2 separate regions of the Zea mays genome follow, and region 2 is linked to region 1. Evidence: chromatin contacts called from public Hi-C data. All regions are on one chromosome and are shown on one strand. Each heading gives the region's core, a stretch centred on a gene start, on an enhancer-like site or on the middle of the called end of the contact. The rest is flanking DNA. Distances are from core to core; before and after follow the strand shown. Region 1 holds the start of LOC100193479 (Cyclin-T1-3). Region 2 holds the start of LOC100272719.

Region 1 (3,197 bases), core at 201-2,700:
ATGGGGATCAGGGGGAGTTTGAGGCCTGCAAAGTCTCTCTATATGGCTGTATAAACAATATGTTTCCGATCATCAAGGTGTTTATGGAATATTGTTGAAGTGAATGGTTACTAATAGAACATTCTGCTTCACAAAATGGTGTCACCAGTTAGGTAATTCTCATGGAACTATCTTGAAAACAAAGCTTGCAGCCTAGCCTGGGTATTTCAGACACACAACAATCTATGTTCGAGGTCGGAAATACTAAGCACATTCTGCAAGCCCATGCATGCCCTCCACTCATGGTTCAGTAAACAGAACATACTGTTTAAAGCTTTTCAGGGACAGTAAAGAAAAAATAGTTTGAGAAACAAGACGAATAGATATATTTCTGATTTACTAAGGCACTGTCTGGATAAACTAAATCCCTCCCAATTCAGGCCTTGTTCGGTTATTTCAATTCCATGTGGATTGGTGTGTATTGGGATGGATTGGGATGAATTTTGACTTGCTATGGATTTAAACCGACTCAATACCACCTAATCCACATGGATTAACGGCGAAACGAACAAGCCCTCATATGGATTGGAGTGGAAAATGAACTAATTTTCCACATCAACCCCTTCCAAAACATATGGATTGAAGGGGATTGCTGCGTTTCCAAACAAGCCCTAAAGGTAAGTCAAAACTCATGACTCTTGTAGCAATTTGAACACGAATCTATTTAAGGCATCATTATAAGATGCAATACAAACACTGTCAAGCACCCTTCTAGTCCTGCTCTTTTAGTTGAATAGCAATAGTTTGACTTTAAGCTCAGCTCGCATCATCCTCAGTTCCTCACATGAGGAAGTTACTACGATGATTTTCAGGTAGGTAAAACAGGCTGATTCCGCAGGCACAAGATAGAGCTTATGCTGAGCAACAAGGTGGAGTAATACATATACAAGCTTTGAGAAGACAAAACTTGCAATTATTTAAATACAACAAACAGCAGCCTAAATTCCACCAAATTCACCCTGTTGGGGTATGCACCCTATATACAGAAATAAAAATTTAGCAATCTTGACACCAGGGGCGGACCCAGCTAAGGCCATGGGTGTACATGTAGAACCGATATTTTTGCAAAAAGACGAAAAAAATCGAAGTTTGCAGGCATAATACATGTGTACCACACTTTAAATGAATCAGATCAGATCCAAATAGAAATAGCTTGGGTTTGGGAGCTCGGTTTCGCACAGCAGGAAAGGAAGAAAAGGGGTGGGCGTACCTGGTGGGTGCTCGTCGCCGGTGAAGGTCCCCAAAATAAAGGACTGTGCACGGCGGCGGCGGCGAGCCGGCGACCGCCAAGTCGTCGCCACCAGAAACAGATAGAGCGCACGCGGGGAGCACGGGAGAACGACGCGAGAGAACAGAAGCAAGGCCGCAGGGTAGATGGTTTAGACTTTAGACTACGGTCTACCTGATCAGTTGCCAGGTCGGCAAGAAAACCGCGATATTTTCTGAAGCCCAACTACCCAAGTCTATCGGACGTCAGTCAATTTTTTTTTCCAAAGTACTCGAGTACAGTGTCTCGAATTGAGTCCGGTTTTCATGTTGCGTCAGAGTTTTTTCTAAATCAAAACTTATGGGAATGTCTAATCTAATGGTTGCTATGGATCCAGAAATAGACCGATTCAATGTGTTTGACTAAGAGTACAATATATATAATAGAATAGACAAGTATGTTTTTTGGTTAGTTGAGAGACAATGCGAGATCATCTCTAAAGAGATTAATATAATCTTAAATGTCATCTCCCATGGTCCCTCTAAATCGAGAGAATAGAGGTGGTCGATGTTCAAGGTGGCGTGTAAAGGAAGAAGAGATATGTGAATCTGAAAGTAACTAGAGGACGGTGAATAGGTAATCCTATAAAATAACTTTAAAACACATAAACGTGGTTTAGGAATAAAGTTAGTGGAAACTAAAACCAAGTTTGAGAGATGAGAAGAGAAAAAAAGTCATCTTTACTTGATTGTGTTAGGATTTATGGGCTTGGCCCAATTAAGTTATTCAAATAAATCCCAGGAAAATCTCAAAAGCCCATATAAGTGGATGGCAAAGGGATAGGTGGAACCAATAGCACCATATTGCTAGCTCTTGTGGAGTAGAGCTAACTTAAATATGGAAGCCACACTCACTCACCAAGTCATGGATGAGAGGAGAGAGTGTGGAGAGCCACACGCGCGCGCGCTCGCTCGCCTCGCCGGGGCGGGGCGGGGCGGGGCGAAGGGCGCGGGCGCACGACATGCGCGTGAATGGTCCGCCGAAATCCGGCCCCTCGCCTTGCGGGGGCGCGGCTACCTTTTGCCGTTTGATTTTTTGGTTTCTTGGCTGTTACGCTTATCCTAACCGATCCCTATAAAATCTCAACTGATTGCGAGATTTTCGTGGGCGGATAAGCACTGGGGTCGCGGACTCGGCCCTATAAAAGGAGCCCGGCAGCCAGCCTCCAAATCATCCCAGATCCCAGTTCGCTTTCGCCTCTCTTCATAGCTGAGCCGCCTTTTAGTTCCCTTCGTCCCGACCGCAGAGGTGCATCTGCGATCAGGAGAGCAGGTCTCCGGAACCCTTCGTCTTCTAGATCCTGCACCGGGAGAGGGCGAATAAGGTTTTTGGGAAGCGTCTTCACGCGACTGCTCGTGATCTGCTGACCTCGTCAACCCATCTGATCCTGGCGCGCGCCAACAATCAGTAAGTCTAATCAGTACGCATCATCTGATTTGGCTTTTATTTCAGTTCTTCTGATTTGGTCATGATTTATATTCGGAATTTAATTTGGAATTTGTCTAATTATTCAACATTCCAAAAACCTTATTGTAGACAATTTCCTAGTTTTTCTATGGCTGCTTTTGCCGACGCGCTGAAGCCAGAAAAGTTTAATGGTATGCACTTTAAGAGATGGCAAGTCAAGGCCACGCTCTGGCTTACTGCTATGAATGTCTTCCATGTTAGTAAAGGCAGACCTGAGGGTCCACTGACTCCTGAACAGGAGAAAGAGTACGACCATGCCAATACTATGTTCACGGGAGCCGTTCTTAGCGCCCTTGTTGACCGTCTGGTTGATGCGAATATGCAGTACACAGACGGGAAACAGTTGTGGGATGCACTTACTACTAAGTATGGTGCATCAGATGCTGGCAGTGACCTGTATATCATGGAGAGCTTTCATGATTAT
Region 2 (3,197 bases), core at 425-2,924, 470 kb after region 1:
CACACGTTTGTTTCGGAGGTCACGAGTTGCATAACTCTTGGAGGTTACTAGGGCGGCGGACAGGTGGGGTCTGCATTTGCGGTGAAGCTTGGCGCCATGCGGGAGGACGAGGTTTTTCAGCCATGAATCTGTTGCGACTTGCGAGGTTCGTGGGGGGCCTCGAATGGTGACGATTGTGGGGGCGGGTGGAGATCACGCGCGGGTCCGTGGCGATGATGGGGAAGGGGCGTGCACGAAAGTTGTGCTTTATAATAGTAGAGATAGAGATATGACATTAACAGTCGCACGACAATCAACAACAATACATCACTAATAAATCTGGCAAGTAACACGAAAAAACATTGTTTAACCATAAAAAAGCAAAACACAAAGTGACACACGGACTGGTGCCCGAAACGGCCGGTGGCTGGTTGCCTAGGTTGAGTGAATGGATGCTTAAAAATATTGGAAGAGGTTGGGTTTGTTGTGGCGCTTATTACCTATTAGACCGCACACCTAATTTTATCGGGTGAATATTACCCATGGCTAAGCCGGTTCGGATGATTGCTTCCTAAATCCATATCCGCTTATCCAATGAGTGAGAATTTTGTTTCCTATTTATACCTATGGGGACAATTCTTGTCCCATACTCTAACCCTAAGGGATAGTTTGGGAGCGAGAAAATCAAAGGGAATTGAATGGGCTAGAATCTTCTTATTTAAAATTGAATAAAAAGATAATTTTAACCCCTCCAAGTTCTTTCAATTTTGTGGTTTCCAAACTAGCCCTACATGGAAAATTCTCGGTATCTACTCGATATCTCTACTCCACATCATGGTCGCCGTCGCCCACCGGTCACCGCCTGCACGCCAACACACGTAGCCTCTCTCCTTCCATCCTGCGCTCTTGGGCCCCACCTGTCTCCCGCGTCTCCACCGGTCAAACCGGCCACCCTCACCGCTCACAATCGGTGTGCACCTTCAACCGCTTTGGCCTACCTTATAAAAAAACTCGACCTACGGGTAAGACAACCTATAGAACAGACAAGAAGATTTTTTTTAATCACAGGTTGAAATTCGCTCCCACGGAGAATAAACTCAAGACTTGAGGAGTGATACTGGAGGACGTATCCTGTGCAATCACTCATTTTAGTGCAAGCGTGCAATCAAACTATCCAGAGCATCCAGTCTAGATCCAACGGTTTCATATGGAAGTGGTTAAATGTAAAATAGACACTAGGTTTCAGGTGGAAGGGGTTAAATGTAAAATAACAGTTACCATTAGATCTAGATCGGATGCACCAGATCGCTTGATTGCATGCTTGTACCAGGATAAGTGATTGCATAGGATATTTTCCCGTGATACTGAGACCATCTAACCGACTCGGACAAAGGACCTTTAGCTCTGGCTTACCTTATCAGTTCTCCCTTCTTGCCCACGCGAGAAAATTGGAATTATGCCATTATAAAACTTAGGATTCGCACAAATGCCATTATAGTAACACGCTTCGTTAATACGTCATTCTTAAACACTGGCTTACAGACAAAATACTATTTAGGGGTTATTTGAAAGATCAATATTTTTTACTATGCTGTTAGCAGTTGATCGGACAAAATCGCCATTCTCTTCTCTCCTTTTCTTATCCTCTGTCTCCTGAGCTCGCTCGTATAGTCGTATCTCCTCTCTGGACGAACAGAAAGGTTACCAGCAGCACCACGGCGAGATCTCCCCTTGGCGGGCCAAAACCGACGGCGAGCTTCACCGGCGTTGGTCGGCTCCCTTCTCTTCGCCGTTTTATTTTCCTCCCAGGTCGGTCTCCTCCACTATCCCCACAGAGGTTCCCCTTCTCCTTCCTTCGCTTTCTTTTTTTCCCCTGTCGCCGGCGGCGATAGGGTCCTGTTTTTCTTGCTTCGGCGGGCTGTAAATGCTTCCGGTCCTCTCCGGCGGTCCAGATCCGGCGGTGACCGTGCTCCTGTTCGTTCTTCTGGTCTTGATTCGATTGGGAGGGGAAGGGGTTCCTTCGGTCTTGGGAAATTCGAAGACATGCCTGCGCTCTACGCTTACGGAGGTGAGGAGGGAGAAAGACCTCTTCTTTGTTCTTATTTTCTTCGGAGCTTTGTTTTGATTTGAGATTTACGCTGGGAGGAAGTGATTACGTGTGCTCTTCCGTTCTGATTTTGATTGCTTCAATGGACAGATGGCGGGTGGCCGTGGTGGTCATGGCGGCGTGGTCGTCGTCGTCGTCCCGGCGCGCCCGCCGCCCTTGCACCACCGTCGCCGTGCAGACTGCGGAGAGCCTTGGTTTGTGGGGCGGGTAGGGGAGTCAGTGCTGCTGCTGACCTTTTTGGTTGGGGGTAAACCTGTCCGATCAACTGCTGACAGCACAGTAAAAGACGTTGATCTTTCAAATAAACCCTAAATGGCATTTTGTATAAGTCAGTGTTTGAGAATGGCGTATTGACAAAGCTTGTTCTCGTAATGGCATTTGAGCGAATCCTAATAAGTTTTATAATGGCAGAATTCCAATTTTCTCCGCCCACGCTGGTTCGTCTCGGACTCTCGGTTGGACTCCCCCAACTACCATTCGCTGTGAGTTTTTTTATTTCGGAAAAGAAGGAAGCACCGCGTGGTGGAGAGGAGATTTTGCTGGAACGGGACGCGATCTCGCCGTCCTCATCGGTCAAAGGCGGAGGGCATGGTTCTTAAGGCGGTAAGGCGAGATAAGGTGCCGGACCACCGCCTAGACGCCTAGGCGATGCCTAAGGCGAGCAAGGCGACGCCTTATCAACCCGAGAATCAGCAAAACAGCCTCATGGAGGAGGAAGAGAAAGAAAAAAGAAAAAGAAAAAAGGAGAAGGAAGGGGTAGGAGGCCCAGCCCACCAGCCAGCCCATATAATCCTTCCTCTGGCAACCCTAGGTTGCCTCTCTCCCCCACCATTCAGCTGCCGCTGCCCTCGATTGAGCCGCCGCCGCCTCAGATTCGCCGTCGCCGCCTCAGATTCGCCGCCGCCGCCGACGATTTGGACGCTGCCGCCAACGATTCAGCCTCCGCCGCCCTGGATTTGGCCTCCGCCGCTCTCGATTCGGCGTTGCCACCCCGAAACAGCGCCGCCCCTTTCCCTTTCCCTCTGCCCTATGCCCTCTTGCTGCTTCTTACCTAGGCGACGGGGACGCCTTGGATCTTTCGGGCGCCTGGACGCCTAGGCGTCGCCTAGGC

The links. A called contact is a pair of places that touch in the nucleus more often than the background predicts.
Region 2: a Hi-C map of ear shows a contact between it and region 1, with 1.7 times the contacts expected there. The contact joins the promoter of LOC100272719 here to the promoter of LOC100193479 in region 1. A contact is called at or near these places in 2 of 25 Hi-C or Micro-C datasets (bundle sheath and ear).

The regions. Positions count from the first base shown.
Region 1 is chr5:193,382,986-193,386,182 of Zm-B73-REFERENCE-NAM-5.0, forward strand. It overlaps LOC100193479 (Cyclin-T1-3), which reads right to left and starts at 1,451. Exons shown (of 7, transcript NM_001138594.2): 1 at 1,250-1,451.
Region 2 is chr5:193,850,862-193,854,058 of Zm-B73-REFERENCE-NAM-5.0, forward strand. It overlaps LOC100272719, which reads left to right and starts at 1,675. Exons shown (of 4, transcript NM_001147172.1): 1 at 1,675-1,788; 2 at 1,932-2,047.